5 separate regions of the Mus musculus genome follow, and regions 1, 2, 4 and 5 are each linked to region 3. The links are chromatin contacts, called in public Hi-C maps. All regions are on one chromosome and are shown on one strand. Each heading gives the region's core, a stretch centred on a gene start, on an enhancer-like site or on the middle of the called end of the contact. The rest is flanking DNA. Distances are from core to core; before and after follow the strand shown.

Region 1 (4,572 bases), core at 6-2,505, 1.2 Mb after region 3:
TAAAGGATAAAGCACTCATGTGCCTCGTTAACAGCTTCAGACCGGTCAGTTCACGTGCGTTATGACTCAGCATCTGAACCTGACCCTCATAGTCAATGGTCTATTAAACTTTCCTGAGTCCCTGCTAAGTGCCAAACTTCCTATGAGACATAGACATCCACATGTGCACATGTGTGTCTTGCAAATAGCCTATTCGTAAACTCTGGAAAGATAAGCTCTCCATTTTCAAGGAAGGAAGCCAAGGCTTGATATCTCCCAAACTGGCTTAGCTACTAAAGGAGGGAGTTACCAATTGAAACTCTACTATTCTTTCTCCCTCTTTCAGAACCAAGTTACACTGCCACATCAAGTCACCATCATGAAAGCACCCAAGAAAAAGTCCCCAGTAGAGTTCAGGGACCAATGATGTCCTCAGTACTGACAACACAGCCAGGAGAAACTATATGCTTCTCACATTCTGGTTTAGATTTATCTAAGTATCTAACTACATAGTGGATGATTTATTTCAGAATTTCACAGTGTCTAGTTTGTTTTTCATAAAGCCACTTGGAAAATGGCTTACTTTAAAAATATTATTTTTGTCAAGAAAAAAAAATATTTGCTTCCTGCTTACCCACTATTTGGGGTGTTATGCTCAGGTCTCTTGGCAGAAAGAATACTCCAGCATGATCCTTGCCCTTGAAAAGCTGACACTCAGGCCAGGCGGTGGTGGTGCATGTCTTTAATCCCAGCACTTCGGAGGCAGAGGCAGGCAGATATCTGAGTTTGAGGTCAGCTTGGTCTACAAAGTGAGTTCTAGGACAGACAGGACTGTACAGAGGAACCCTGTCTCAAACAAAACAAAACAAAACAAAACAAAACAAAACAAAACAAAAAAACACAAAAGAAAAAAGAAAAAAAGAAAAGAAAAGAAAACCTGACACTCTATTGGATAGAGCAGGGCACAGGGCAAAAGATTACACAATCACAGGTCAGAGGACTGCCACAAAGGAGAAGTCCAGAATGAAATATGTGGGCGTATCAGGGTATATCTCAAGGTCGGGGGTCAAGGAGCCCATTACTGATAAAAAGATACTTAAGAGCAAGCATAAGGATGAGGAAAAGGAAGCATAAGGATTAGCAACTGAAGGGGTGGGTATTCATTCCCAAGGGATGAAACAGCACTTGTGACTTCCCCAAGATAGGAAGAAACGCCACAGCATTTGAGGAACAGAAAGAAGGCTAGTATGGCTGAAGCATAGTGAAATGGAAAGGAAATGAGAGGCAGGGCAACGGGAGGATGGCATGGTGTTAAAAAGGAGGAGCCTGGGTTGGCTCAACACTCTCCTGTCCAAATACAGCCCAAGGCTCACTCTGGCATCTGATATGTACCAAAGCTAACTTGGAACCAGTAAAAGTTTACTTAATTGAATTGTCTCAGTTGTCTTCTGATAACTTCTTTCTCTTCCCCAAAATCATCTTATTTTCTAAGGAGCAGAGAAGTGGAGAGTGGGAATCTATCTCCTTCCAAACTGGATGGATTGCTTAGACCTCTGTGTATTTGTGCCTAGAAGAAAATATACTGACCAAAAAAAAAAAAAAGAAAACCAACTAACTTCATTCTCTCTCTCTCTCTCTCTCTCTCTCTCTCTCTCTCTCTCTCTCTCTCTCTCTCTCTCTCTCTCGGAGAATACAAGTTAAGAAGTCTCATTTATGGATGAGACGTAATGGGTCTGGACCTAACATTTATCAGCTATGCTTCACCGTCTTTCCTCTCTGAAACAAGAAGGGTACATCAATCATGCACAGGTAGCTGATTGCTGTAACAAACATCATAAAAGCAAATCACTTGCTACTATAATGTCTGAAGTTTCTATTCCTAAATTGGTGGCTAGCTTTTGTCCACACAGTGAATAGGGAATTTCCTTTCCTCCCAAGTCTATGCTCATCAGACTGGCAGAACAACACAAATGCCAGCCCAGGCTACTATACCCAGCAAAATTCTCGATTACCATAGATGGAGAAACCAAAGTATTCCATGACAAAACCAAACTCACACAATGTCTTTCGACAAATCCAGCCTTTCAAAGGCAGATCACATAAAAGCAAACAGAAGTATGTATAGCCTGGGTTTGAAAGTGAAAATAGCTTTTCCCTTAGAGTTGATTCCACAATCACACCTAAGTACAAGGATGTCTATAGAGTGCCTGTGAAGAAGAAGGAGGAGGAGGAGGAGGAGGAGGAGGAGGAGGAGGAGGAGGAGGAGGAGGAGGAGGAGGAAGAAGAAGAAGAAGAAGAAGAAGAAGAAGAAGAAGAAGAAGAAGAAGAAGAAGAAGAAGAAGAAGAAGAAGAAGAAGAAGAAGAAGAAACAACCATAAGTGGCTAATCAGCCATCTTGAATACTACACAAAAATAATAGAAAGACATTGCCAGTAAATCAGCTTGCTTTCCCTTTACAAAACCTTATCCTCTCAGTACAGGAATGGCAATGGCAATGGATAAGACAGCATCTTCCAGCCCATCTAGAAATTCCTGCAAGCATTATAGGACGCTTGCTCCTCTACCAACAGTCACCTAATCATTCAGTCTGTTTATCTTCCTTCCTGAAAGTATCTAAAAATCCTTCCATTATTATGGTTATTGTCACTGTCATCTATTTTCTCTCATCTGAGCCACTCAAGTGTGTTTACATTGCCTACAACCACAGTGGCTCCCTTCCATCAGTCTTCACCTCCTTCCTCACCTCCACCTCCAGACTACCCTCCCTAGAGCTTCCATTGGTTGGCTCTTCCCAACAGATGCCCAATTCAGTGGGCACTGGACTACTTCAAATTCAATTTGGCTCATTTCAGCCTTCGGGATAAAGTCCAAAATCTTTCATGTGACAACTTCCAGAACCTGGCCTTCCTCCCACACATCCTTCCTGAAGTCTCCTTTTGTACCTTGTGCTCCAACAATGCAAAATTCTTTATGGTTTCCCATATTTACTGTCATGGTGCATTTTCTCTTGTATAACATCCTCCATAGATCCTTTTGACACTCTAAATCCACAGTGCTCAACCTGAGGGTTATGACCCCTTTGAGGGTTGAATGCCTCTTTCACAGGGATTAACTATGACCATCTTTCATATCAGATATTTATATCATGATTCATAAAAGAAGCAAAATTAAAGTTCTGAAGTAGCAACAAAAATAGCTTTATGGTTTATGTTCATAACATGAGGAACGGTATGAAAGGGGCTCAGGATTAGGAAGGTTGAGAATACTGTTCTAAGGACATGTATGGTGTTGAATTGTATCTCAGGGATCTCCAACTCATGGTAGCCGCCCATCCCCCATTCTCATCCTGTTCCCAAATTTCCCTGACAATCAATCAACCAGCATATTGTCACTATAGTATGTTCTCTATGTTTCATCCATTTACCTCATGTTTCCTAAAGCTCAAGCAAGAAGATAATATTAAAGAACTGAAGGACATTCTAGAGGTTTGGAGATTGAGCTTGTGATTTATGGTTTGAGGAAGAGGGATTGACCTAATAAAATCAATGTGGCATGAGATGACTTTTCAGGGAAGACCAATAAACAAGTTCTGGAAAAGCCTGATGGATGGATATGAGACAAGTAACATAGAGAAAACAGTGGGTATGATTGCATCAGCATCCACAGAGTTTCAACTCGGTGAGAGTAGCTGAGCCACTTGGGCAAATCACTACTCTGAGCTTCCCTGTACTTGAAAACAAACTCAAAATAATAAGTTGTTCTGGACAATCTCAGCCAGTCAATGTAAAGACATAGCAAAATTATGAAAGCTAATATGCTTTATAAATTCCAGTGGAGTTAGTTCGTATGGTTAGTATTTAAATTGAAAGTTAAGCTGTAACAAGATAGGTTCACAAGACCCCCAGTGTCAAGCCAAGTTCCTCCTGAAGTCAGGATGAGTCCTAGAAGCCCTCTGTACTGCCAAGTGCCATTGGAGCCTAAGAATGTCCCAGGTCCCATGTTACCTGAAAGCTAGTTTGTAGTATTAGAAAGGTTATCAGGTGGAAGAAAGCTGAGATTAACTCTACTGGACTTTCTATCCATTATCAGGAGACAAATAGTGGCTTAAAACAGGGAAAACCTTTCAAACTTCCAAAAGTATACAAAAGCTGCTGAAAGCTGAGACTGTGGGTTTGCCGTGAACTCCAAAAAGATGGAGAACATGAGTCCCAAGACAGAATGCTATCACTGTAGACCCCATGTATGAGAGTAGTTTGTACTGGTTGATTTCTGAGCAATTTTCCAATTCTAAGATTAAGTTATCCATACTTCCTACAAACACTTTTCTCAATGTATGTATTCCTTTGATTATAATGATCAAAGTTGTGACATAAACTAGTGTAGTAAGGGCTGTCTTAGTCTATTTGACACTGTTATAATAGAAACCTGGGAATTTTATGAAGTAAAGAGAATTTTAAGTGGCTCATGATCTAGAAGGTCCAAATAGCTTGACATTATCATTTTGATGTTGTCCTGTTCAGTTGGCTGTGAGTACGGGAACTCATCCTTTTATAGCAGCCAATTACAATCCTAGACTCTACAGAGGTCACCACA
Region 2 (4,340 bases), core at 649-3,148, 1.3 Mb after region 3:
CAAAATCATACTAGTTCTACCATGGAACGTATGACTATCCATACCAAGTATGATAGTCAACTACAGGGAACTTCATTCTTCACAGTTACAGCTGACAAAGAACTGTCAGGTAGTGTCTATCCAAATGAGTTACGGAATTGTGCTTCCCAAAGCTTTGTGTAGTTCAAGGTCGTAGAGGAATCACAAGCTTGTATAAGATTTTTCCATTGTCTTTCTCTCTTCTCCTACTGCTTTCCTTCAGACTGTTTCCCATATAATTTCCTGGGATCACATTTCCAAGGGAACTAGCCCCCTCAGCCTCCTCTATTCATTGTACATATTGTAGCTGTCTTCAGGAGTTATATCATAAGTCACTGTCTATATATCTCACTACCATAGATAGCTCTGAGCCCTTGAGAGCAGCAAACATCTCTCACTAATCCCACAACAAGGCTTGATTCAAAATATCACTAAAGACGAGTTTGTCAAGTCAAATTATACTACCTTGCACCCAGACCTCCTTTCCTTATGTACAATTCATCTTCAAAAGGTTCCTGTGTCTTTTCTTCCAGAAACACTGGCTGTCACAATCTATTTAAAGACTCAAGAAACTCTGCTCAAGAAGTATATATTTCTCACTCAATTTCCAACCACACATAAGTCATCAGGACATTCTGTCCCTTATGGTTATTTAGGGACCCTTGTTGCCCTCCATTACTTTGGAGTTCAGGGCTATGGTATTTTTCACTAGACAGGGCAAAGGATTAAGGGGAACATGAGAACTTCTTGCCCCTTGTGTGGCAGACCTGGGAATCATGGTTACTAGTTTTGTCCACTTCACACCAATTGAGGATGACTTGTAACTAAAGATGATTTAAAAAAAAAAAGTCCATTCAAGTATGAAATCAGAAAGTGGTGGAAGAGATTCACTCTGTACCCTGCTCATCCCATCCTGGCCTATCTGCGCAATTGCCTATCTGCACAATGATATTTTCCAGGGGGGGAAGGGGTGCACATTCATTTTCTGCATAAAGAATTCAGACACTTTCAAATATCTTGTAAGCAATCATATTCAGGGATTAAAATGCCAATCCCCATGAAGGCCCCAGTGATTCTTCACGTCATGTCCTGAAATAAAGACAAATCCTAAAAATATTTCATGTTTAGCAAACCCTGTAATACTTTCTCATTCTTTGAAAATATTTCTTTAGAGTGCTTCCCCTCATTGATATAGAGATATATATAAATAGATGTGTGATCCTACAAGTAGGTATGTAGGTAAATAGGTAATAGGATGGATGGATGGATAGATAGATAGATAGATAGATAGATAGATAGATAGATAGATAGATAGATACATAGATACATAGATACATAGATAGTTTTTGCCAAAGCCCTTTGGATAGCTGGTTTCATATTAGTAAGACTGAAGGCAAGAACTATAATAATCTGACACAGGAGGTTATTCCTATGCCAATGAATAAAACATGTGAAACCCCAGCAGGGTATCATAATTCACAGAGAAGGTAAAACCAAAGACGTGCCCCCTCCCTTGCTTATTTACATACAATTTCGTAGGAATTGTCAAATGAGGAACTCTACCATGATGGGTGGGGTTTTTAACATGATTGGCCTAGCTGAAACACATAAGGAAGTGAAAGCCAAAGAAAGGAAGAGAACATTGATATTAGGTACAAAACCATGAATGGTCGGGGTTGTTTTGTTTGCTTTCTTTCTTTTTCTTTCTTTTTTTTTTTTAATGAGGATTTCTGCTTTCAACAGTAAATCTCTTCCAATTTAATGAATAGTCATGAAAATGCTCTGCTCAGATCTGCTATGGAGGTAATTGATTAGCTGCATGTCCAGCTGTTGGGGCCCTGTTGAATCCATTGTTATGCTCCTAGCTTCTAACTAAGTGGGGCAATGGAGACTGTAGTTCAGGCGAGTCTCTACTATGGAGAGTTGCTTTAATGGGTAATTCTATCATGAGTAGTCCCAGTAGTTTAGTTGAATACTGAAAAATAGTCTGAATCATGTTCTACCTAATTTCCTTTCTTCTTCCTCTCCTTGCACAGCTGGGAGACCTTCATGCGGTATGAAGACTCTCTCTGCCTTCTCTTACTTCCTCCCTATTTTCCTTCACAGGTGTTTCCTCAAACAAATCTTCTCTTGTGTGTTTCTCAGAGAAGCCAACATTGTACCTTCTATTCAGATTTTCAAGTGACCAGAGGGAGAGCTTTTGGGGGGCCTATTCTTACACTTAGTGTGAAGTTTATTCAGAAGGGGCAAAGCACTGATCAGAGAAGACTAAGTGTTCTCCTCGTCACACACAGAACATCTTGCTTTAGGGGGAGGAGGGGGGGAAGGAGGAATTCAACTTATACACCAGAGAAACTGTAATCATTGATAAAATAAAATCATTTATTCTTTTACAACACAAGATGGATCTAAATGGTATGGATAGATATTAGCTCATTGTAGAGATCAGAACTGAACTTCACAATGATGAGGCAACTTCCTTTGAAGAGCCAAGTTTTAGCAAACAGAAATGGTAAACACTAATAGGACCCGCTCCTGGTCTTAGAAGTTCTCCACACGCTCTCTTACATAATACTATATTTCACATCTGAGACAGAGTCAATCCAGGCATGACCTGATCAGTCAATTCAGTCCAAAGAAACTTACTTCTGTACGAACAAAGAAATGTCCATGGTGTGGTCATTTTCAAGCCACCCTTAATTGGTAGTCAATGTCACTTTAAAGACATTAGATCTCATCAAGTCTTCCATATAATTCAAGGACCATATGAAGAGTCAAGAAGGTTCTTCACAATGGAAGATGACTGTGGTCAGATGAACTGACACTGGGATATCACACTTCATACTCTGCCTTCCAAAGGCAACTTCAGCTCTCTTTGCAAAACATACCTATTTCAGTGACTAGTTAAGTATTGCACCACCTGAGACTGTTACAATTGTTTTACTTAGCCTTCAATATGTGCCAGAAACCACCCTTAATCATTACCCAACATTACAAATGAAGAAATTAAGGCTCAGAAACATTACGTAACTTGTCCAGTGTGTCATATTAATAAGTGATAAAGAGCAGATCAAACCGAGATCGGACATTTTCTATAGCATTTTCTCCTCTTCATGGAAATTGCCAACATAAGAATGAAAATCCTTTCCTTGTTCTCACAACAGGGATAATAAAATTGATTGGGGAGATGGGCCAGTCAGTAAAGGGCTTGCCTTGAAAATGTGAGTATCTGAATACCATTCCCAGAAACTCAGTTGAAACAGCTAACTGGGGAAGCCAACTTACCTTTTTCCATGCTGGATTTTGTTTGGCTTGAGCTTGTGCAAGTCTTGTACATGCTTGATAGACTGTGGATTCATATGTCCATCTGCACTACTGTGTCTGGAAAATGTAAAGTCTCTCTCTCTCTCTCTCTCTCTCTCTCTCTCTCTCTCTCTCTCTCTCTCTCTCTCCCCTTCTCTATGGGTTTGTCAACCATACTGCAGAGAAAGCTCCATATTCAAAATAGTTGGCCATAATAAATCAGATTTTATTTTGTTAAGAGAAAGAATGAATATGAAATTGGATAAGTAAAGAGACAAAGAGGGATCTGGGTGCAGTTGGGAGAGAGCAAAGAATATGATAAAAATATATTGTACACAAGTCTAAAGAATAAGTAAAACCACAAATGATAAGAGCTATTTTAAAAGCATATTTGTTAAAATAAGAACAACAACAAAACCAGTTTGAGCTGGATAAGTAACATACAACAGTGATGATGGATGTGTTAACATGGCAGGATCTGGAATCACATAGAAGAAAGGCCTCTGAACATGCCTATGAAGGATTATTTGGGTTAGTTTCTAGTTATGTTTATAAGCAATTATGGAGTTTGGGAAAACTGCGGCGAGAAGACCCACTGTGAATGAGATTGCACCATTCCATGAGCCAGTATCTTGAATTGCATACAAAGGAGAACTCTATCTATACATAAGCATTCATTGCCTGCAGTGCCTTATCACACAGTCCTTCCAAACAGCAACTGCCTATGCAAGAAGAGTGTTAATAAAGAAATTGTACTCTGCTTCATGGCCTTCTAGTGATGTCTTGGTATTATCCAACCAGACTTCTCCCTATTTCCTGCCTTCCCCACCCCATCACTAGTGTTATTGCTCATCTCCCAGGCCAACAGAAATGGATGGTCAGTCAGTAGAGCAGAGTCACATGCCAAGGTGAAAAGAAGTGCAGTTTCAAGTTACTGGAAACCAGTGCTCTGCCTCTGCAACCTTTCCACCAGTTGCCTTCCCAAGGGTTTCCCCATTAGTGTATCTATTTTGAGAAGA
Region 3 (4,451 bases), core at 1,777-4,276:
GACTACCCCCTTCATCAAAAAAAAAAAAAAGTCCAATTTTTGTTGTATACTCAGTGTGTCACAGTCAAACTCCCAGGGGCCAGGCCTTAAAAAACAAAACAAAACAAAACAAAACAAAACAAAACAAAACAAAACATCAAAAAACCCAAAACAAGTCCTTCCCACTTGGATCCCACCAGAAGCCATCAACTGTGGAGAGCTACATTTTAGCATCCCTATCACAATTTTTAAGAGTTCCCTTTGGCAGAGGGCCCTGTCCGTGGTCTGCACTGCCACCAGAGACCAGGCTGAGGTCTATGGCACGTGCTGCGTATGCTGGAAACCATGTCGAAGTCCAGGATCCACACTGCTGCTGATTATAAAGGGCAAGAAACCCACTTTTGCAGCGGTATCGATGACTGCAGACTCACACAGTTGGGAAAGAGGGTCATAAAAGGCTTCTGTGCAACTCCTACCCACAACCTCCTTCAAAGAAGTAACAATTTAGATAGGAATGCATGAAAGAAAACAGAAGGCTTTACAAAAGGGGCAATAGGTAAACTGTATGCCTCTGAGAGTCCCACTAATTCTGCATCCCTAATTTTTCCTGATCCTTGCTCCCCCTAGCCATTGAAATACTAGAGACCTCTGTGGAGTTTTGCTACCACGTGTGGCATTGCCATGCCTTTTACAATCACTCTGTACTTAACCTTTCAGAAACGATGAGCTCAGACAATCCTCCCTCCTTTACGAAGTCTATGTTAGGCACTGTTGCCATTGCGTTGGGAAAGCAATGAATGCTTGGTTACACTGCTCCTTACTTGGGCTCCCCTAACCAAGTGACTTAGTCAATGTTTCTCTCAACATCCTGACAGCTGGAAGGGAGCTATTTAATAATGTCTTCATACCAAGAAAAGGAGATCATTAGGAACCAGTGCATAGCTCAGCATTGGGCATGTCACAGGAGCTCATGATATCTCAATGTTTGGTTGCATTAACTAGTGTACAAAAAGGTAGAAATATGGACCCCTCCCAGTGTGGGGTGGTGTGGGGTGGCTAATATTTCAGGGCTTGGGGAGTGCTGTTGGGCTCAAAATGTGAGTTGGCTGAAGTTTTACGGAGTGATGGAAAGCACTCTGAGCGTGTAGGTTCAAAAAGGTTTGGTGCAACTTTTATGGCTTCGAGTCTAAAACTGGATTCATTTGAAATGAAGTTGGAGAGCGAAGCTATTACTCAATGCTTCATGTATGTATTTGGAAACTGAATGTTCTCTGGCAGGCTCCTTTTCAGCTGTGACACAATCTTTGGATCCTTCCCTGCCTGCCTGCCAGTCCAGCTTCCATGGAGGAGAGCTATTTCTAATAACTGCAGCCAGACTTCAGTTTTCAGTGAAGATTAGCCTCGTTGATTCTTCCAGCTAGTGGGAGATGTGCCCCTGCCTCAGAACCCACAAGCATCTTATGGTTATTTATGGAAAGGCCCGTCTGTCTTAACCGACACTCTGCATCACTTCTGACAGATCCCTTGTGCAACACATGACAAATGACTTGCAATGATGTGCTTGGACGGAAGCATGTAACTTTAAAATTTTCATTGATCACCAACTAACTGCATTTAGAGTCTCACACATTACAAATGAAAGACTTCATGGATATGCTTTTGTCAGTAATACTTAAAATTGACTGGCAGATTGATGAAACATTTGACCCTTTGATTTATCCAAAATTTCAACCCAAATCTACTATCTTGATTCTTGGCTCTAGAAAATGTGGGAGATTATGAGATAGATAGAATTTTTCGCTGGCCTCCAGAAGCAGAAAGTCCATGTGTATAGATAGGTTTTTTTTTTTTATATCAAAACTTAACAAAATTTAAAAAAAGATGGAAAAGAATACATTGAGTGAGGGAAGCTCTAAGAAAAGGGTACCAAAGGTGCAGTGACCACACAGAGAATGAGTAGAAAGGCAACTGCAAATTCACTTTCAGTTTGTTATTACTTAATCCTCAATGTCTACTCAGGGGTGCCATTTTGGGGCATTTCTCATAGTCTCCTAACTATGTAAGATGCATGAGGACAGTGGCTGTGAATATCATGGCATCACTGTCTCCTTGATGCCTAACCACAGCTCATTCAGAATTCACACTTGCTAACTGACTGTGCATACAAGTGTAAACTAACTGTGAATGCAATGGTAAGTGATAGCATGAATATGGACAGGCTATACATTGGTGAAATGTTTAGGATTCTGGCCTACAGACTTGCTTCTGGAAAAGAGATTTTCTTTTTTAGTTTAAATGCCCTGAATTGTATGTAGCCACATTGGCACCTTTCAAAAGGTAAAGGATTCTTAGACTGTAAGCGTATATACAGTCAGAAAAACTTTCTCCAGCCTCACTGGATTTATAGGGTGAGAAGAGTTATGTGAATCTAGGCCAGAGGCCAAAGTTCCTCATTTCTTCCATCACTGGCAAATTAGGGCCTCAACAAGATATGAATACGTCTGACTTATAAAAATCTGCCCTTGAAATACCAACAGCCCAGAGTCTCTGCTTGCTCTGTTTTCTTCCCACAAGGTCCATGGCATCTGGCTGCTTCAGGCACAGGTCAGTCTCTTGATACAGGTACTTCCAGTATTACTCCACAAAGTCTGTCTCTGCTACTTTCTAGCTGTGTGGCCTCAGCTGGCTGGCGTTACCCTTTAGTGACAAGATGAAGCAGTGAGGACTTCTGATGTCCACCTCAGCTTGAGTGTCAAGAAAACTGAGATCTAATTCAGAGAGAAACCTTAGCTGGCATTGTGATTTATTAGTGGACACATCTGCGAGAGGAAATTTCTCCATCCTTCTAGAAAGCGAGTCTCATTTTCACGTTAGAGCACCAAGGGCAGAGGCTGTATTTTTCTCTGCCCCTATGATGCTTGGACAGTCAAACCCTCAACGAATGTCCTTTAGAGAGGGAGCTTTGTCTGTCTTAAGGTGCCAAGGTCTTGTCTACCGAAGACCCTGTAGGGACTGTCTGTCCCCTGGTGTCCTCTAGATGGCAAGCTCAGTCCAACTTTGGAGTAGTCAGTGCCTCAGGCTGGGCAATACCCTGTCACAGAGTCCTTTATTGGGAATCCAGTTTCATCCAACGCACAATCTTCAGAATGGCTTCAAGGCTCTGCAAATTTTAGGTATGCAGGTTGGATTCCTTCCTTTGCAGGGAGATGATGGGTGTGGCTCTATAAATCTCCCACCTCCCTGATAGAGATATCTGGTAAGAGACAGATTGGATGAAAGACATTGATGACAGCCTCATATGGACTTTCTCAGTTAAATCTCACCACAGCCTACAAAATAACTGGTGGAACTATTTTTCCTCTAGCAGTCACATTCATGTACGTGATCAAACAGCTATTTCTGCACAGCTGGCTTGCTATGCCACACTCACAAAGGTGTAAGTCTCTTGCCCCAGACAATTTCTGTCTTCTTAGTGTTTTACTCAAGAAGAGCAAAGGTCAAAAAAAAAAAAATCAAGGGGGACTATGATCATCTTAATTAATTTTTTTTAACATGTGAGATAATATGGAGGGGATAGTCAGCTTGAGTCAGTGGGGCTGCACTAGTCTGAGCAGTGAGGACCAGAGCCTGAAAGTTTTAACAGAATGGGGTTTTATGTGTCAATGGAATTCTGTCTCAGCTTCCAGAGAGTCTGGTTCACAAGACACAGTCCACGGCAGACATTATAGATGCTTTCTGGCTTGCGAAATGCTTGTCTGCAATTTCTCCAGAAGCAGACTACTACTCTCTTTCTCTCTCCCACATAGTTGAGAGTTGGCTCGTCCTTTCTGGAGAAAAGTAACTGGGGAAACCCATCAATCTTATATTTATACCATTCAATATACATTCATATCCATTTAGATCTATTTAACCTTAATTTCTCTTAAAATATTCCTTATACCCTTTTACATATTTTAAATCCATTCTGACAATGTGCATCTTCAGAACATTAGTTTACAATATATATCTTACTTTCTTTTTGTTTCAGTCTATGCTTTTCCTTGATATTTTATCTAATTCTTTCTTTTGCTTCAAGGATTCTGGAATTCTGAGCTCAGGTCCTCCTGTATATGCAGCAAGCATTTTACTCATTGAGCCATTTCTCCAGCCCTTCTATTTGAAAATTGTATTACTTTTTTCTCTTATGAAATTGTTTATTTTGTTATACATTTTATTTTATGTATGGAATAAAGATACCAATGCTTGGGCCATTTGATAAGCAGGATTTGTAAATTGTTCCCTAAAATTTCTTCTACATATCCATCAAATATATATTCTATGTATAAACCCTCCCTCGTAGTGTAAGCTCTAGTTGTATTGGGGATACCACCCTATAAATGGTTATTCTACTTAACAATCAGGATAAGATAGCTACTTTGTATGGCAAAAATCTTGTATAGCAGACTGAATAGAGATTCTCTTGCTGACTTTGG
Region 4 (4,570 bases), core at 609-3,108, 1.0 Mb after region 3:
AGTTGCTATTGTGTTAGTGGAGAGAAAATACATAACTAGATATTAAGAACTGAAACACTGTACTTTATGGTTAATATCCACTTACACATAAGTACATATCACACATGTCTTTATGGGTCTGGATTACTTCACTCAGGACGATATTTTCTAGTTCTATCCATTTGCCTGTGAGTTTCATGAAGTCCTTGTTTTGAATGGCTGAATAGTGAGTATTTGGTTGTCTCCTGAGAGGCTTGACCCAGCAGCTAATGGAAACAGACCCAGAGCCAAACATCAGGTGGAGCACAAGGTGTCTTGTGGAAAAGGGGAGATAGAATTGAACAAGCCAGAGTGGTCAAGGACACCACAGAAGATCTATATACTCAATTAAACTGAGCCAATGGCGGCTCACAGAGACTGAACCACTAACCAGGGAACATGCAGGGACTGAACATAGGCCCCCTATGCGTTTGTAGCAGATGTGTAACTTGGTCTTCATGTGGTCCCCCAACAATTGAAACAGAAGCTATCTCTGACTTTGTTGCCTGCCACTGTATCCCACTCCCCTAAATGGTCTGCCTGACTGGGCTTCAGTGAGAGAGAATATGCTTAGTTCCTCATGGGACTGGATGTCCCAGGGCAGGGAAGTACCCAAAGGTGGCTTCCCCTTCTCTAAGAAGAAGGGGGGGGGGGGGGTAAAGAGGAGAGAAATTTCTAAGAGCAGGACTGGGAGGAAACAGGGGACAGGCTAGGATTGGGATGTACAGTGAACAGATAAATTAATGGGAAAAAAACAGAACTGAAGCACTTCATTGTGGATCCAAAGGAAAGAAGGGTCAGTTGTAGTTAGAGGAGTGGGCCTGATGGGTGTTCCAAGAAGGTTCCTTATATAAGATGAGCATACAGAAGTTTGCCAGAGAAAATATAGCAGAGAGGACATTTCAGGCAGGGATAAACCTTGTGTGACAGGACTGAAAGATTCCAAGCAGCACAGAGTCCTGATGCTAATTACACTCAAAGAGGATGCATCGCAAAGAAAAGACAGGACTAGGGAAGCTCAGGACAGAAAATAATGAGTTGATTTGAACTCTTATTCGTTTATCAACATTGAGCTGTGTGGTTGGGACAGGAGCAAAACTGATTTGGGGGACAGGAAAAGCAATTGAAAAGTGTGTGTGGGGGAGCAGTTTAATAATTCAGTAAATATAGATTAGCTCATTTGCTGCAGATCCTCCACCAAGCTAAAGTGCAAAATAAGCCTGGTCCCACATGCTTAGATCCCCTTCCTCAAGGAGGGATGACTGAGAGTAAACAAGCATAGTAATAAACATAATTTAAATGAAGGGGTTTAGGGAGGAGGTGTTGCTGGCCTTTAAAACCATTCGGTGCAAGAGCTAAGCGTATCTGCAGTAAGTCAGAAGTGAGATACATTGTTTTCTCATAGATAATTGAGTGTCCAAAGAATCTAGTGATTCAGACAGTATCGGTCACAATTTACTGGGGCAGGCAGGAAGGAGAAGGGTAGAGAGCCAACACTTTTGCTTCATGTGAAATCACCCAGTGAAGAAGAGCGTCAGGATGAAAGGCAGAACGAACGGGAGATTCCCAAAAGATGTCTTTGCTCACTCGTCATGCCAGCTACTTGCCCTTTACCTGGAAGACTCGGGTTTCATCAAAGAGTGTTTTAGCCTTTCATCCCCTTCTCTCCCAGGCTAAACTGGTTTGTTGAACTTTATTGGCCTGAGCTGTGCAGCGGGGTGACATTACAGCAGGGATGGAAACTTGCTCTTCCTTGCATCAGAAAAGCACAGCACATCTTGGCAATGAGCTGTCTGTGTGGACGGTGACTCAGCTCCAGCATCTCTCAGTGATGCTTTAAAACAGGGGCAGGGTAGCTTTAACAAGGTCTCAAGCCAGTCACCCTTCAGCAAGCTACTGAGCACAAGGAAGCAGTTGAGCTGACAATGCTGGCTCTCTCCGAAGTGAAAGAGCACAGCCCATCCATGGAGTGAAAAAGCAGGACCTGCAGGTCCGGGCAACACTTGATATGCTGGTCAAGAGCAGTGTGAGCAGCATTTGTGCCTCTCACCTGGACAGTGGCCCTGAGAGCAGGCATGTGACTGGCTGACTCACTCTACCCCAGCACAAACCAACCAGGAGGCAATGCTTGTGAGCTGAGAAGACAGAGGGTTTGTGAACTGCAATGAGTTTTACCATTGCCTCCTGTGGAAACAAATGGGCTTGAGAGCCAACTGATTAACTCAATAGTTCAGTCCAGTTCCTCAGCAGCCACATAGACAGAACCTATCTGCATCTATGTTCAGAAAATCAAGGCAGGGGTAAGAAGATAGTCTTGCTTGTCAGAGGTCCTTTTCTATGAACCTAGTATGTGGCTGATGTCATCTGGTATATTGCTCGTGACTTACACGTGATTGTGACATCTCACCCATAAGGTGTTTGTATGAATCATGAAATAATAGGTGGAGAGCTCAGCACTACAGACCTGTTATTGTTATAATTGTTATTACTGTAAGTTTTATCTCCTATTACATAGGTCAAAGCCTGTAGGTAGGGAACGTTTGGCAGGGCTGTAACCTAGCTCTGTCCAGTCCCCCAGTTCTTGGCCTCAATCAAGTGAAAACACTGCTTTCTTGTCTCTCCCCTTTTCTCCAGAGGTTGGATGAAATCTCTGGAGAAATGAATACAAAAGGAAAAAAAAAACAATAATTTAGTCCAGTGATTCTTAAAATGTTAATGAATTAAAATAATGCATCCATAAGAAAATATTTTATAAATACTCAAGAAATATTTATATAGCCTTCATCTTACTTTTATGGGAACTTATTTTAAAAACAGACGTACCTTTTTTTTCCTGCTCAATTTGGAATATCCCAAATACATGCAGAACTCACTGCCATGCCAGTGCAGGTAACAAGCATCAATAACACACTAAGTTCTGTTGATGTATGCTAGGTTTCAGATACAACCGCCAGCCTCTTGCATGCACTGTCTCTTTAGCACTTAGAATAATTCCTTGTGACAGGAATTATTAATCCAGTTGTACAGAGATACAGGAGCTCAGCCACATCTGGTAATTTGGCCAAAATTACATAACTGAAAAGAAGAATAGAGCTAAGAAGCAAGCTCAGGGCTGAGTGAGACACATACCTCCTCGACCACTCGAGCTGGTTCCTGGATGGTTGCTCTTGAACTCTCTGCATTCAAATATGAAGCAAGCTAGTCTGACTAGATGCGTTTAGTAGGAACAGGAGTCCCACCCGCCAGCGTTAGCAAGTAGATGTTTCCAGCTGCAATCAGAGAAACTCCATTTGATCCTTGAAATGATATTTTGTATAGGTTCCTATTCTACCATTTCTATCCCTTGGTAAAGGAAGAGCGTGTCTCTCAGCAGAGGCTTCTCCATCTCTTCCTCCTGAGGCCACTTGGGCAGTTGTCGCTGACAGCAGGCTAACTCCCTCTGTTCTTCAGTCACATGCCACTTTCCTAAAAGCTGAAAACCTTCTCCTTTACCAGAGCATGTTTAGATATCCTTGTCAAAGAGTAAAATAACAATGCCCTGCCATTTTGCCTTTTCCTTCCAAGGTGTTTGAAGGGATCCAAATCAAACACAGATTGGTTTGAGGTCATGGAAGGAGCAAGCCCAAGGGCAATCTACTGTTAACTCACTGCTCACGTCTTACTCCAAAGCACAACAGAAACAGCTTCCATCCGGAGTAGTACTGGCCTGCAGATAGCTGCAGGGGGAGAGACCTGTCTTCTTTTGCTGTGTCACTGTACTTCTGGGTAAACAAGGATCTCCTCTCTTTCCATCCCGAAAGGCCTATCAGACCTTCCCACGTCATTTTCTGGTCCCTTCTCCTTTATCTCACTACATGCTATGCTTCATTTCTCCAAAGTAGTTTTCACCACTCAACCCCACTGTCTCCACAGAGAAACTCAGACTTCAAGGACCAAGATGGAGCTCTCGTTGATCAACATCTCCTAACACTTCAGTGCCTTTCCTATTGTATCTACTGCCTCTGGGAACCTGTTTGGGCTGCAATTTAGAGCACCACACTTTACAGCATTTAAGCAGAATGGTTGGGCTTCATCTCTGCCTGACTTATTACCTACTGCCAATTAGAAAGGAAAGGAACAGCATTCTACTAGAGTCAGGCAAAACAAAACAAAAAAAACAAACAAACAAACAAAAAACCTAACAAATGAGCAATATTTGAAGTTTCCCTAATTTCTGACAGTGAAACTAAGTGGGTGATAAACTAGAAAATAAAGAAGAATGGAAACCAAGATGGATGACAACCAGGAAAAGGCTCATGGACTGAGTAGAACTAAAGCAGATACAAAAAGGAAAATGAAGATGGTAGCCCGTAATTTACATGGCTGGAGGCAGTAGGGCCAGCAAGTGAAAGCTCTTCTGTCTAGACACTGGCTTTGCGGGGAGATACAGTGAGACCCACATGGCTTTCCATGGGAAGTGTGTAGCAAAGAGCCTGGAGGTGCTGATGAAGGTGTTAGATGGGGAAGAGATCTTAGACTACCTAGGCTTACAGCAAACACCTGGACAGACATT
Region 5 (4,385 bases), core at 1,802-4,301, 1.1 Mb after region 3:
AATACTCCCTTTTTTGTGTGTGATTAAGGAGAAATCACTGAAGGGTAGAAAAGAAAGTGGTCTTTCCATTTTCCCTGTATTTGGCAACCTTTCTTGGAACCCACACTTATGGGTGCTCATGTTCTAGTGCTCGTTCTTCTGCTGAGATAGACACAGCATCATGGGGGCTATTCAAGCAAACTATAGGTCTTTCTTCCCAACTAAGTTTGTGTTGTCTGCAAAGTAGACATTGTAGCACCTTCTCATATGAACCTGATTTTCCCATGATGCCTTCAAAAGCAAGGATGACTTTTTATTGATAATTAATGACTCTGCATTTGGAAACTTCTGACCCCATAGTACATGATCAATAAATGGTAACAACTTTTAAAAAGCACATGCCTCTTACTCCTCTCAAATCTGGGGTTGAATGAACTATTGTGGTGTGTGCTGAGCTCAGATGGTCTGGGTACATTAGCTTCTGATGCATCATGATGCCAACTGGAAACTGGGGCATCTAGGGCATCTCAGTTAGAATGACTAGGTGGGGAGGGGGTCTATATGTCTTTTCAATAATGATGGAATCCCCTGAAGAAAAATGGATTAATAAGAGAGCACTTAATTTGTTTAATAGCACCAAGAGATATCCTGAGAAAACCACTCTGGCAGACAGGTCCATGTGAATACAGAGGAGAAAAAAAAAAAAAAAAAAGATGTGTGTCCTGATCCCTCTTGTGTGTTCTGTAGCATTTATACAACCCTTCTTGGGGTAACTTGGTGATATGTATTAAAATGCAACCTGAATGGGGATAAAGCTCGGGTAGTCGAGCATTCGCCTAGCATACATAAAGCCCGAATAAGAAAGCATAAATTGCGTATAGTGGCACAGACTTGTAATTCCTGCATTGAGAAGTACAGACAGGAGGGTCAGGGATTCAAGGTCATCCTCAGCCACAATGTACGTTTAATGCCAACCTGGAGTACACGAGACCCTGTCTTAAAGCTAAAGGGAAACATGACAGGAAAGAGGAAGGTCACGTGACTGGAGAAATGGCTCAGTGGTTAAGGGTGCTGAACCTGTGTTCAGTTCCCAGCACCCACGTAGGGAAGCTCACAAAGTCTTGTACCTCCAGTTCCAGAAGACCTAACACCCTCTCCTTGTCTCCATAGACACATGAACACACACACAGAGAAAGAGAGAGAAACATACATACAAATAAATGATAAATCATTTTAAAAGGACGTGGACAGAGATGGCGATATCCAAGGTAGGCGGCTTCCTTATTCCCCTCTTCCAGCCTTGTCCTGTGCCCATCCAAGGGCCACCTGGCAGCTGAGAAGGAGCCACAAGTCGTAAGTGTACCCTACTTCGTAGACGCAGGTGAGAAGAAAATATGGATCTTTTAAACACTGAGTCAAATCCAGAGAGATGGAGCCAACTGCAGCTTGGGCTGACCGCAGCCTCTCACCTAGATGGAAATTAGAGGTGAACATAAAGGCAGAGGCAGCCTCTCCAGCAAGAAAAACAGACAGAGAAAACTTGCTGAGCATCAAGGACAGATCGTATCCAAACCATTAAGTGGGCAGGTAATACGATGTTCAAACATAACTGGATTTCTTAGCTTCAATCACTGCAATCTCTCTAGGGTGGGAAAAAAAAAAAAAAAAGAGCCTGTGTTTTTTTCCTTATCTGTTCCCATGTCTGGGTTGTCAGAGTTAGCAGTGAGCTCTGCAGCCTGGAATATGTTCTCCATTGTGCTCTTTCTGTGAAGAAAATTACAATGTGAAAAGGAAGGGGGTGGAGAGGAACATTACATTCTAAACAGTCTCGGGGAGATAATTGCAAAGTCTCCTTGGCGCTCTCCTCCTTCCCCCTCCCTCCCTGCCTCCTCCAACTGTTCTTCTGCCTCTAGGCCCTGGCACTAGGCCTGCCTTACAACTGTGACTGCAGATAGACCAGGATGCTGGGTCAGCTGGGGCTTCCCCACAGTGAGTGGGCCAGCTGCTTTCTATCTTCCCTGGGCAGCGTGGCATCCACACATTACTGCCAATGAGGGTCACTCAGAGACTTTTGTAAGAGGAAGGATGGTCAGTAAATGTTCTTTTTCTCGGTTTTCTCGGTCGTTTGGGTTATTTATCCTCGGCAGGGCATGATTTGATTCAAATGTGATAATTTCAGGATCTCCGGAGCCACATTCATCACTGTAGATCAAGTCTCCCCTACAGGGTTCAAACGCTGCTCAAGCACTGGGATTCCCAGTTTCATTTAGGACCCTTAAGCATCCTAGGAGGTGTTCTAATCTTGATCTCCATGTGAGAGACTGGACACTGAATCTTTGTGAGTTCAAGTTACTATCTGTTAGTTTGCTTTCTGTTACTGAGATGGAACACCATAACCAAAAAACATCTTAGGGTAGGAAAAGGTTTATCTAATCTTAGAGTTTACAGTCTCATGAAAGGAAGTTGGGGCAAGAACTCAAGACAGGAACCTAGAAGCAAGAATTGAAGCACGGGTCTTAGAGGAATGAATGATGTTTATTGGCTTACTCCTCATGGCTTGCCAAGACTGCTTTCTTGTACCACTCACGACCACATATCTGGGGTTAGCACTGCCCACAGTTGGTTGGACCCTCCCACACCAATCATTAATCAAGAAAACGCCCCACAGACTTGCCTACAGGTCAATCTGAGGGAAGCATTTTCTCAATTGAGGTTCCTCTTCATAGTCAATTCTAATTTGTGTCCAGCGAAGCAGCACAAGTTCCACACTCGAGTTCACAGGCTATTAAGTGATGGATCCAAGGTCTTGGGCCAGATCTTGCTCATTTCTGCCCTAATGCACCTGTTTTCTAGAACTGATGACGGTGGTAGGAGTCCTCAATGTCTTTGGATACTCATACCAAGAGAGAAAAGTTGACTAAGCTATTTTTAGAAGAGAACTGGTCTCCTGATGAATGAGATGCTCTAAGGAAGTGGAAATGATCCATGCCCGAGAGCATCCATGAAGACCTTTGCATTTCAAACATGGTGGGAACAAAGCCTGCCAAGCCACTAACAGGTGCTAGAACCCCTACTTATTATGATTATCCCCTCCTCCCCTGTACACAGCTTGGAAGAAACCACAACAAAGAAAAGGGGAGGAGTAGAGGTAGGGAAGAGAAAAAAAAAGAAGAAAGGGGCTGGGGAGGTAGCTCAGCCACTGAAAGCATCAGAAACTGACTTCAGTCTCTACGGTTTGGATATGAAGCTGGGCGTGGTGGCCCAGGCTTATAGTCCTGTAGAAGAATAGACAATAGCATACTTGGGGCTCATTTCGGGACAGTATAACCTAAACAGTGACTTCCCTAGTCCTAGTGAGAGGCCTTGTCTCAAAATACAAGGTTAGCAGTTCTTGAGGGATAATAACCAAGGTGAACTAATACTTCCATATGCACACACAGAGATATACACAGACATACCTACACAAACAAAAACATGCACACATATAATATACATACTATACACACATAAGCATAAATGTACACACAAGAACATATACACACATGAACATGTGTGTGTGTGTGTACGTGTGTGAAAATATACACCCATAACTGAAAGAAAAAGTAATAATGTTTTCTTTCCAGATTTTAAGTGTACCTGCTAGATTTATTGGGTCTGTATGTCCCTATCTACTATAAGCTGAGGCTTACAGATATTAAATCTCTAAAAATCTGCAGGTTAGAATGTTTTCCATCCTCCACATCAGCAGTTCTCTCGGTTAGTCCTGGACTTGCAGTGTTAGCATGACTTGGGAACATGTGACTCATGCAGATGTCCAGTTTCCATCCCAGAGCTACTAAAATCTGAAGCCTGGGTAGTATGATCCAGCACTCCAGGCTGGCCTTGAATTCTAGGCGCTCTCAGCTGGGTAAGTGCTAGGAGTACAGGTGTCTGCCACCATCTGTGGCATCTCTCCATGATTCAATGCATTTAAATAGTGAAAGCCACTGCTCTGAGGTGCTTTGTAATGAGTAGTTAATTAAAAAAAAAATTGTTGATTAGTGCACTTAAAACATTTGTTGCTTCAACTAGAGACTATTCTGAAAGCAATTTTATTTTGACCTTGGACCAATCAGTTGGAAAAGGGAGAAGCCAGCAAACTTATGGAAATCTAATCAGCCATGTGAAGTATGATAATGCTGGCATTTGGTACCTGGCACAAAACAGCAGGTTGCTGCTTTACGTACAAAGGTGTGACTGGCAAAGGAGTTACCAAGTCTCACTGCTTCCTTTTCTTACTGCTTCCTGCTGAGGCTTAGAAGGAGGGGTCCTCTCCAGCTGTCAAGGTACAGTGGGCTGGCCATGCTAGAGGTATCCTTGTCCAAAGGTCGTCTCTATCCCTACAAGAAACAACACAAGTTTCCTCA

The links. A called contact is a pair of places that touch in the nucleus more often than the background predicts.
Region 1: a Hi-C map of the N1E-115 cell line shows a contact between it and region 3, with 15 times the contacts expected there. The contact joins two enhancer-like sites. A contact is called at or near these places in 4 of 484 Hi-C or Micro-C datasets (the N1E-115 cell line, bone marrow-derived macrophages, macrophages and 1 more) and 2 of 115 datasets of contacts at active chromatin or transcription factors (T-cell acute lymphoblastic leukemia and acute myeloid leukemia).
Region 2: a contact with region 3 is called in a Hi-C map of bone marrow-derived macrophages, with 11 read pairs. The contact joins two enhancer-like sites. A contact is called at or near these places in 1 of 15 datasets of contacts at CTCF or cohesin (large pre-B cells) and 2 of 484 Hi-C or Micro-C datasets (the G1E-ER4 cell line and bone marrow-derived macrophages).
Region 4: a contact with region 3 is called in a Hi-C map of the N1E-115 cell line, with 6 times the contacts expected there. The contact joins two enhancer-like sites. A contact is called at or near these places in 1 of 15 datasets of contacts at CTCF or cohesin (large pre-B cells), 2 of 484 Hi-C or Micro-C datasets (the N1E-115 cell line and nephron progenitors) and 3 of 115 datasets of contacts at active chromatin or transcription factors (acute myeloid leukemia, embryonic fibroblasts and large pre-B cells).
Region 5: a Hi-C map of the N1E-115 cell line shows a contact between it and region 3, with 9 times the contacts expected there. The contact joins two enhancer-like sites. A contact is called at or near these places in 1 of 15 datasets of contacts at CTCF or cohesin (pro-B cells), 2 of 484 Hi-C or Micro-C datasets (the N1E-115 cell line and myocytes) and 3 of 115 datasets of contacts at active chromatin or transcription factors (T-cell acute lymphoblastic leukemia, acute myeloid leukemia and embryonic stem cells).

The regions. Positions count from the first base shown.
Region 1 is chr15:62,397,829-62,402,400 of GRCm38.p6, reverse strand. No RefSeq gene overlaps it. Among named protein-coding and RNA genes, the nearest start is that of Gm41333, 270 kb to the left of the region's middle. Within about 2 kb of position 1,255, at least 23 of the 459 cell types and tissues checked have an H3K27ac peak or open chromatin away from gene starts, as enhancers often do. A contact at or near this core is called in the N1E-115 cell line and bone marrow-derived macrophages, where this site is marked.
Region 2 is chr15:62,348,824-62,353,163 of GRCm38.p6, reverse strand. No RefSeq gene overlaps it. Among named protein-coding and RNA genes, the nearest start is that of Pvt1, 310 kb to the right of the region's middle. Within about 2 kb of position 1,898, at least 24 of the 459 cell types and tissues checked have an H3K27ac peak or open chromatin away from gene starts, as enhancers often do. A contact at or near this core is called in bone marrow-derived macrophages, where this site is marked.
Region 3 is chr15:63,600,321-63,604,771 of GRCm38.p6, reverse strand. No RefSeq gene overlaps it. Among named protein-coding and RNA genes, the nearest start is that of 4930449C09Rik, 120 kb to the left of the region's middle. Within about 2 kb of position 3,026, at least 38 of the 459 cell types and tissues checked have an H3K27ac peak or open chromatin away from gene starts, as enhancers often do. A contact at or near this core is called in the N1E-115 cell line, T-cell acute lymphoblastic leukemia and bone marrow-derived macrophages, where this site is marked.
Region 4 is chr15:62,566,814-62,571,383 of GRCm38.p6, reverse strand. No RefSeq gene overlaps it. Among named protein-coding and RNA genes, the nearest start is that of Gm41333, 100 kb to the left of the region's middle. Within about 2 kb of position 1,858, at least 71 of the 459 cell types and tissues checked have an H3K27ac peak or open chromatin away from gene starts, as enhancers often do. A contact at or near this core is called in the N1E-115 cell line, where this site is marked.
Region 5 is chr15:62,460,332-62,464,716 of GRCm38.p6, reverse strand. No RefSeq gene overlaps it. Among named protein-coding and RNA genes, the nearest start is that of Gm41333, 210 kb to the left of the region's middle. Within about 2 kb of position 3,051, at least 71 of the 459 cell types and tissues checked have an H3K27ac peak or open chromatin away from gene starts, as enhancers often do. A contact at or near this core is called in the N1E-115 cell line and T-cell acute lymphoblastic leukemia, where this site is marked.